Regions from separate parts of the Zea mays genome. Here regions 1 and 2 are each linked to region 3. A link is a contact called in public Hi-C data. All regions are on one chromosome and are shown on one strand. Each heading gives the region's core, a stretch centred on a gene start, on an enhancer-like site or on the middle of the called end of the contact. The rest is flanking DNA. Distances are from core to core; before and after follow the strand shown. Region 1 holds the start of LOC100191864. Region 2 holds the start of LOC100126928. Region 3 holds the start of LOC100281581 (pectate lyase 12).

Region 1 (2,877 bases), core at 162-2,661, 420 kb before region 3:
GACGACTCGATTAGGGACCTTGGTCGTCCTGATCGTCGACGATAAGGGCGATTAGTCGTCCGTTTTTCCAGTTTCTAGTCGTTGGTGCTAGGATTTTTGTGTTGGGCTACAAGACCAATGTTTTCGCCCATCTACAAGAACATTAAGTTCTGCCTCTCCTCTCCTCTGCTAAAACCCTAAGGCTGCCTAAACCCTGCAGGTGTTCCTCTACCGGCGACTGCTCCAGAGGTCCAGATCACCGGTGTCTCCACTCTCCAGCGCTAGTTATCCTCTCTGCCCGAACTCAATCACCGGCAGTAGCTCGCCTGCTCCAATCACATGCGCCCCTCTGCCTGCTCGCCTGCTCCACAACTCCAGTTCAGAACTCTAGAGTCCAAATCACCGGCGGGCGACGGCTACTCTAGATCACCAGCGTCTCCAGCACCAGTGACGAGATCATCTCATCATCTCAAGGTCCCCCTGCTCCCTTTCCGCACCCCCCCATATCTGTAGTTCTATTATGTCTGTGTCTCCCACCAGTGATCAAACACTAATGGTTGTTGCTGTTCTAATCCTAAGCCGACTGCCGATTAGTGACTTGTACCTCTACCTGTTATTTTGTATATCATGTTGTTTATACCTATATAAGTATAATGACTAGTCTAAAAGGTCTAGGATGACCAGAGATCCGACTAGGACCGACTAGGGGTCGACTAATCGCCCTGGTCGTCGCCTAATCGCAACTAGTCGCCTGGTCGGCCCCAGTGTTCGACCAGGCGACTTGAAATCATTGAATAAGACACACAATGCAATGCAAATGACAGATTAAGTTTAATTCCAGAAGTTACTCATGTGAGGGTCCGAGCCGCTCATAACCGTGAGCACGGCTGATATATCAGTTTTACACTCTACGCAGGTGTCACATCTTGACCGTGAGCACGGCTGATATATCAGTTTTACACTCTACGCAAGTGGTGCATAGGGACCACATCTTTTTTGTTCAAATCCGGCCAATAACAATAGTTCCATGCCGGATCCTTCGATTTTGCCTTTCTCTTAGTATCTTTAGCTGGATCATATGGCTGCTGGATTCCTGACTCCCCTTGTGGTCGATCTACAGCTACATCTTCCATATCCCTAGGGCTTGCTGTGACTTGTGAGGGCGGTGCAGGTTGCTTAGACTTGTCAGGGCGTGCAGAGGGGCGGCACAGGACTCACCACCAGAAGCCTCGACGGCTGGAGGTGGGCGGCAGTCAGAGGTGGACGCCTGGGCGGTGATTAGAGGGCGGTGCAGGCCTCGACGGCTGGCGGTGGGTGCCTGGGCGGCGGCCAGAGGAGGGGAGGCGGCCAGAGGAGGGCGGCGGGTAGAGGTGGGGCTGGAGGTGGGCGGCCGGCGGGGGGCAGAGGAGGGGCTGGCGGTGGGCAGGACAACGTGAGGGGCTGGCGACGGGCAGGTCGATGTGAGGGACTAGAGGCTGCTGTTGGGTTTAGGGTTTATGGTGTGTAATGGACTAATGGGCCTTTCTGATGTTTGGGCCGAATTAGGGGCAAGTAGGCCGACTAGTTCGACTAAGTCGACGACTAGTCGACTAATATATTCTAGTCGCTGGTAAGTCGACCGACTTGCCAGAAAAGTCGAACCGAGCTCCCAAGTCGGCATCTCATGACCGACCGACGACTTGAAATCAGGGGTTGCACGCATTTTGATGATTTTCATAAGAAGAAAAAAATAATAATACGAAAATAGCCTCAGAAATTAATGAAATTTTAAGTAGCCACAACATATGTTCATATATAATCCTAAAAAATGTTTGTACCATAAAATCTATGGTATAACATCATTATTTCTATTTCATTTTAACTTATTGCGTAAGTTACACATGAAATCACTTTAAGTATCTAAGTTTCAATGTAATCAATACTTCACTTTATAATTTTTGTGGGGACTTGAGGTTATCTTATTATAGAATGTTTATTTGTATTTTTGACAGACACTAAAATATTTTACGAATTTAATTGTTTTTATGCTTTTCTGCAGAAAGAAATTTAAAATACACAAATAGCCTTAGAAATTCATAAAAAATAACGGAGTCGCAACAAATGTCCACATATAATTCTAAAAATGTCTGGACCATAAAATTCACAAAGATGTCATGATTTCTTCTATCTCACTTTCATTTGTTGTATAAGTTACATGTGAAATTATTTTAAGTATTTAAGATTCAACATAATCAATACTTCACTTTATCATTTTCATATGGGGGTTTGAAGTTATCTTCTTATAGAATGTTTATTACACTTGGTAACTTGTTTGCATTTTTTGGTCGAATCTAAAATGTTTTATGAATTTAATTGTATTTTAATGATTTTTTGAAAAATAATAATAATACACAAATAGCCTCAAAATTCATGAAATTTTACAGAGGCGCAACATATGTCCATATATAATTCTCAAAAATGTTTAGACCATAAGTTACACGTGAAATCACTATAAGTTACACTTGTTGCAAGATGTCATCGATATTTTACAAAGGTGCAACAAGATGTGAGTGATTATTCCATTTCTCTTCCACTTGTTGCATAAGTTACACCTGAAATCACTATAAGTATACAAGTTTCAATATAACCAATACTTCACTTTGTCATTTTCATGTGGGGACTTGTGGTTATATTCTTATAGAATGTTTATTAGTCTTGGTAACTCATTTTCAATTTTCGGTCAACACTAGAATACTTTATGAATTTAATTGTATTTTGATGGTCTTCTGTAGAAACAAATTAATAATACACAAATAGCCTAAGAAATTTATGAAATTTTACATAGGCACAACATATGTCCACATATAATCGTTAAAAAATGGACTCGAAGGAGTGGCTAAATGATTACAAGAACCATGG
Region 2 (2,714 bases), core at 58-2,557, 260 kb before region 3:
AAAAAAGAATGCAGATTTGTGCAGGTACCAGAACAATAAAAGAACAGTGAAAATTGATAATATAAATAAACACAACTCACAACTGCCGGTTTCACTTTAGTGTTGAATGAGACTGAAACAGGGCCCTGTTTACTGCCGGATTTAAAATACTGAAACACATACATGTTACCTAGACCAATTAAATCATATTCCCATTTGGTCAACTTCAATACAGATATAAAAGCAACCTAGAAATATTGGCCTAAACTGCGTATCAGCAGTAGTGCGTATTGAGTAAATGCCATGCCTTCATGAAATGATTGTGTCTATCTATACCCACGACATTAGCATAATCCTAAAGAATAATGATAGGATTCCATTAACAAGTTCATAAGATGACATGGTAGCAGTAAGTTATAGGGGGTGTTTGGGACTGCTCCAGATTCTAGCTCCAATGTAGTGTTGTAGTTTATAATATAAATTTAAATAGTTTTAAAAGGTATTTTAATCTAAATAACAGTCAAAATGGCTTATCAAAATTTTCTCTAAAGGATCACAACTTTAGCTCCATGATTTTCTGGAGCATCTATTGACCTGCTTCACTAACTCCACCGAATTTTCTGGAGCTGGAACCGTCCCAAACAGGACCATAGTACAGTGGTGCAAGTTTAGTGATAGTTTTTATATTCTAGCCAGTCAAACTCGTAAATGTTTGGCTACTACTAATTGTGCAGCATTAATCCACACGTGCAGAGCAAAAATTGTCATTACTGCAGGTCCATGTTTTTTTCTTATTTTTTCACACGTACAGAGCAGATACATAAGTTTGAACTTTGAACCCAACATGCTAATGCTACCATCTCCCCGGTCGAAAGTCTGATTGACACAGTAGGAACAACATAGCAGGACTGAAGAAATGGTTTTTCGTCGACGCATTGCCTGCCCACCAGGGCGGACCTAGTAAAGCGACATGGATGATGGATGTGCACGTGTACACCCGATAATTTTGCAAAAAAAAAGTGAGGTTATTAGGCATCGAATAGCCAAATAGCTTTAAGTTAGGGTTTGGATGCTCGGTTTCGCACAGCAGAAAGTGAAGCGAAGATGTGGGAATACCGAATACCTGGTGATGCTCGCGGCCAAACAAGAGACCAGTCAAGGCCTCGGAACCTGCGTAGGGCGGCGGCGATAGCACAAGTTCGTCGTGGTCTCGTGGATGAGGGGCGGGGAGTGAGGAACAGCGCGCGCGGCAAACTCACTGAAGGGAAAAGTGCTCTCGACGCTTCAACTTTCCCACGATCGATTACCCCTCGGTTTGCACGGTTCCACACCGTCGCCGTGCGTCAGGGACGTGGGTCCTTTTCTTCTATATGGACCGCGGAAAAAAATATACTTCCTCCGATTTTTATATTTAACAGGGTAAAATTATACTAGCTAGCGTCAAATAAAAAATGAAGCTAATATAATTTTAATATGAATTCAAACCACATACAACAATGCTCCCATATTTCACCTCATTGGCGAAAAGAAGACGAATAACCTCACATCGTTGCCGTGCGTTAGGGACGTGGGTCCTTTTCTTCTATATGGACCGCGGAAAAAAATATACTTCCTCTGGTTTTTATATTTGACAGTGTAAAATTATATTAGCTAGCGTCAAATAAAAAATGAAGCTAGTATAATTTTAACATGAATTCAAACCACATACAACAATGCTCCCATATTTCACCTCATTGGCGAAAAGAAGACGAATAATCACGGGAGCTAAAAAGAGGCAGCTTTTCTTTTCAACTCCTTACTTTATTGGCCTAGCCAAAATATGAAGTTTAATATTTAATATATATTGGCCATATATCTACTTTGATTTTAATTTTTGTAGGGAAGGATCTATTTTGATTTTAAGTTTATTTTTTGTAGAGATAAGTTATCACGCTGACTTGTCTCGCTATAATACCATCAAATATGGTTGGTGGACTAGTATACATTAGATATAACCAACAGCGGATCCATGAATAAATTAAAGAAGGAGCCATTAAGATAAGATTAATTTTTTAGCTAAACTAAGTAAGATAAATACTCCCTCCAGTTTCCTATTAGTTGTCATTTTGGATAAGGTTCAAGTCAAACTTATAAAATTTTGACTACAAATAACTATTTTGTTATTTAGTTTTGAAACCTGATATTTATATACACCAGTTTGTCATAAAAAATACTTTTATAGAAGTATAAATGTATTAAAAGTCCATTTGTATTTTAATAAAAATATTAGTCAAAGTTATATTTTGGAGATCGTGTTGTTGTCCTAAACGACAACTAATAAGAAACCGGAGGGAGTATAATTTATCGTGTCCATGAAAAGCAAAAAAAAACCACAAAGGAGAACTTTTGCTCTATATAGCTCTCATTAGTGTAGATGTTGTATTAGAATCATCTTGTTTCTGGATAGAAATCTATTCGTCCTATCTCTACATAGAAATTAATTTTACTTGATGACACGCACTAAAATCTAAAAAAATCAACTTACAAACTTGTAGCTGTGTTTTTTGCGCGTTACTATGCTCGGTCCTCACCTTTTTGGCTGCTAGCGCTAGTTGTGTGGTGGTGACGTACACCGTGTTGGACGAAGATATTTAGAATTTAGAATTAGCATTGACCAGGAGTAAATGCTATTGTTTGGATGCTCAAGAATTTGGAATTAGAGATATTTCCAATTCCAAATGGTATTCAGTGCAGTT
Region 3 (2,772 bases), core at 261-2,760:
AGCGGCTCCTAGTGCGCAGACAGCAAGCGGCACGGGCAGCAGGGACGCCGGACGCAGGGACGCCCGCACTCGCCTGGTCACCTCGCCTGGACGCAGGGACGCCATCACGGGCAGCAGGGACGCCCGCACTCGTCTGGTCGCCTCGCCTTGCCTGGATCTCGCTCCTCGCTGGCGGAGTGGCGGTGGCGGGTGGCGGCCAGGTAGCTGGGGTAGCCGGGCAGGGACGCAGCCAGCCAGCCACGCAGGCGACAGTGCGGCACCACGGCAGGGTCGACGCCGGCGAGGAGCAGGAGCGCTGGAGCGGTTTCTGCTTTCTGGCGGCTGGTGGAGTGGTGGTTGAGTTTGTGCGTGACCTGTGACTGCGTGAGGTGAGACCGTGAGAGAGAAACTAGGGTTCCTGGGTGATTGAATAAAGGACATTGGGCTGGGCCGGCCAATTTCTGGTTGGCTGAAAAAATGAAAACTGGAAATTTCGGATATCCGCTAGTACCCGCGGGTAAAAGATTAAACCCGTACCCGACCCGATTTTATCACAGGTCGGGTATGGGTGAGACACGCGGGTTAAATTCGTACCCGAACCCGAAACCGGCGGATCGGATATCCGTGGATACCCGAACCCGCGGGTAAAATTGTCATCCCTGCGAGGGAGAGAGAGTTGGAGGGCCCGCTAGGTAAATTAGAAAAGAAAAATGTCATAAGAGTATATAGGCCTGTTCGAGTTAGATGGGCTAGGCCCGGGGCCATGGACCGGATGGCCTAGTGCTTGAATCCGCCCCTGGATAGAAGTCTCCTTTTTGGAATGAAGAGTCTACGGACGCAAAGGGTTTTGTTTTGTAGCTTACGCGCCGCCGATTCTTGGTACTCGGTGGATGCCAGGGATCCGGTTTTGGGTTTGGCAAGTAAAGATGACGTTGACGTGTCCTACGGTCACGCCGGTTTCTGAAGAATATTAGCTGCAGTGGAATCCGTGCTTTCACGCTTCAGGGGAAGGCGATCTCTCGCGGGCATGGTAATCCCATCCTGAGGATGATTGCAGTGGCAAGCATGCCATTACCTTAAAACTAGCTAGTCCTTTCCTTTTTGCCAGAAGCTGAATCGTCCTCTCTGACGTAGAGAAGCTGAATCGGGTTAAACCTGACTTAAATCGTACTCGAGCTACTACATCTTGTAAGTACTTGGTACCATAAATAGTAAACAAATTTAGTCGAATTTTCAATATTGACAAGCTACATGTGTTTCTTCACGGAGGGAGTAATAATCGAGGGGTTATACTTTTCTTAGCTCCACTGAACAAGACATGATAAAAAAATGGGAAACAAGGAATGGATCGCGTCATTCAAGAAAAAGTAGAGAAACAAAAGAAGAAATGCGTCGCAGCCGTCTTGCTCACCCACTTCGCTCAATTTTGCATTTTATCTACCGTTGTGGTGCTAGTATCTCCGTCCCACGCACTCTCCCTTCGGCCCTTCCCTTCACGTCAAGGAAGCAATCTCCCCCAGGTGATTCCAAAACACCTCCCTCCCTTCTCTCTCTCTCTCTCTCTCTCTCTCTCTCTCTCTTCACAAGTTTATCCCTCCCCTCTCTGCTCCTCAGTTCGTTCACCCCCTTTCCCCATTCACACTCGCTCCCATATCCACTGCCCCCATTGCCATTGCTGCCCCCAACCCCAAGCTCCAGATCTCGGTCCCAAGACCTGGAATGGCTGAATCCATGCCCCCACCACTATCCTCACTCCGCTCGCACTCCCCTGCATTGCTATAAATCCCACTGCATCTTGGCTCTGGCCCATCTAATCCGCCAAGGAACCATGGCCCGAGCTCCCAAATCCGCCGGCATTGCCCTCTCCCTCCTGCTGCTGGCAGCCGCCGCCAAAGCCTCGGCCTTTCCTCTCCTCAACTCCTCGCTCCCCGACCCCGCTGCCGTCGTCGCCGACTTGCACAGGTACGCCCCACCCGAGTTCCGTCTGTTTCTAGTTCCTGCTGCTGCGAAGCAAAGGTTTCGCTGACGCTGAATGTGCGATGGCTATCACGGGCAGCAAGGTGGCAACGTCGCGGCGGCGGATGCAGGAGTCCGGCGGCGGCGGCGGCGGCGGCGGCGGCGGGTGCTTGACGGGCAACCCAATCGACGACTGCTGGCGGTGCGCGGGGACGGACTGGCGGCAGGACCGGCAGCGGCTGGCGGACTGCGGCATCGGGTTCGGGCGCAACGCGCTGGGCGGCAAGGGCGGGCCGGTGTACGTGGTGACGGACCCGTCGGACCGCGACCCCGTGAACCCGTCCCCTGGCACGCTCCGGCACGCCGCCATCCAGGAGGGCCCGCTGTGGATCGTGTTCGCGTCGGACATGGCCATCCGGCTGAACGAGGAGCTGCTGGTGAACAGCTACAAGACGATCGACGGGCGCGGCGCGCGCGTGCACGTGGGCGGCGGCGGCGCGTGCATCACGCTGCAGTACGTGTCGAACGTGATCATCCACAACGTGCACGTGCACGACTGCGTGCCGGCGGGGAACGCCGACGTGCGGTCGTCGCCGACGCACTACGGGTGGCGCACGCGGTCGGACGGCGACGGCATCTCGCTGTTCGGCGCGCGGGACGTGTGGGTGGACCACTGCGCGCTGTGGCGGTGCGCGGACGGGCTGGTGGACGCCATCATGGGGTCCACCGCCATCACCGTGTCCAACAGCTACTTCGCGCACCACGACGAGGTGATGCTGCTGGGCGCCAGCGACGCGTACCTGCCCGACTCCGGGATGCAGGTCACCATCGCCTTCA

The links. A called contact is a pair of places that touch in the nucleus more often than the background predicts.
Region 1: a Hi-C map of tassel shows a contact between it and region 3, with 2.7 times the contacts expected there. The contact joins the promoter of LOC100191864 here to the promoter of LOC100281581 in region 3. A contact is called at or near these places in 2 of 25 Hi-C or Micro-C datasets (ear and tassel).
Region 2: a Hi-C map of tassel shows a contact between it and region 3, with 2.9 times the contacts expected there. The contact joins the promoter of LOC100126928 here to the promoter of LOC100281581 in region 3. A contact is called at or near these places in 4 of 25 Hi-C or Micro-C datasets (bundle sheath, ear, leaf and 1 more).

The regions. Positions count from the first base shown.
Region 1 is chr1:240,563,910-240,566,786 of Zm-B73-REFERENCE-NAM-5.0, forward strand. LOC100191864 reads right to left here and starts at 1,412. Exons shown (of 10, transcript NM_001367159.1): 1 at 1,198-1,412.
Region 2 is chr1:240,722,295-240,725,008 of Zm-B73-REFERENCE-NAM-5.0, forward strand. It overlaps LOC100126928, which reads right to left and starts at 1,308. Exons shown (of 26, transcript NM_001367427.1): 1 at 1,103-1,308.
Region 3 is chr1:240,984,889-240,987,660 of Zm-B73-REFERENCE-NAM-5.0, forward strand. It overlaps LOC100281581 (pectate lyase 12), which reads left to right and starts at 1,511. Exons shown (of 3, transcript NM_001411831.1): 1 at 1,511-1,941; 2 at 2,040-2,772. The coding sequence starts at 2,061.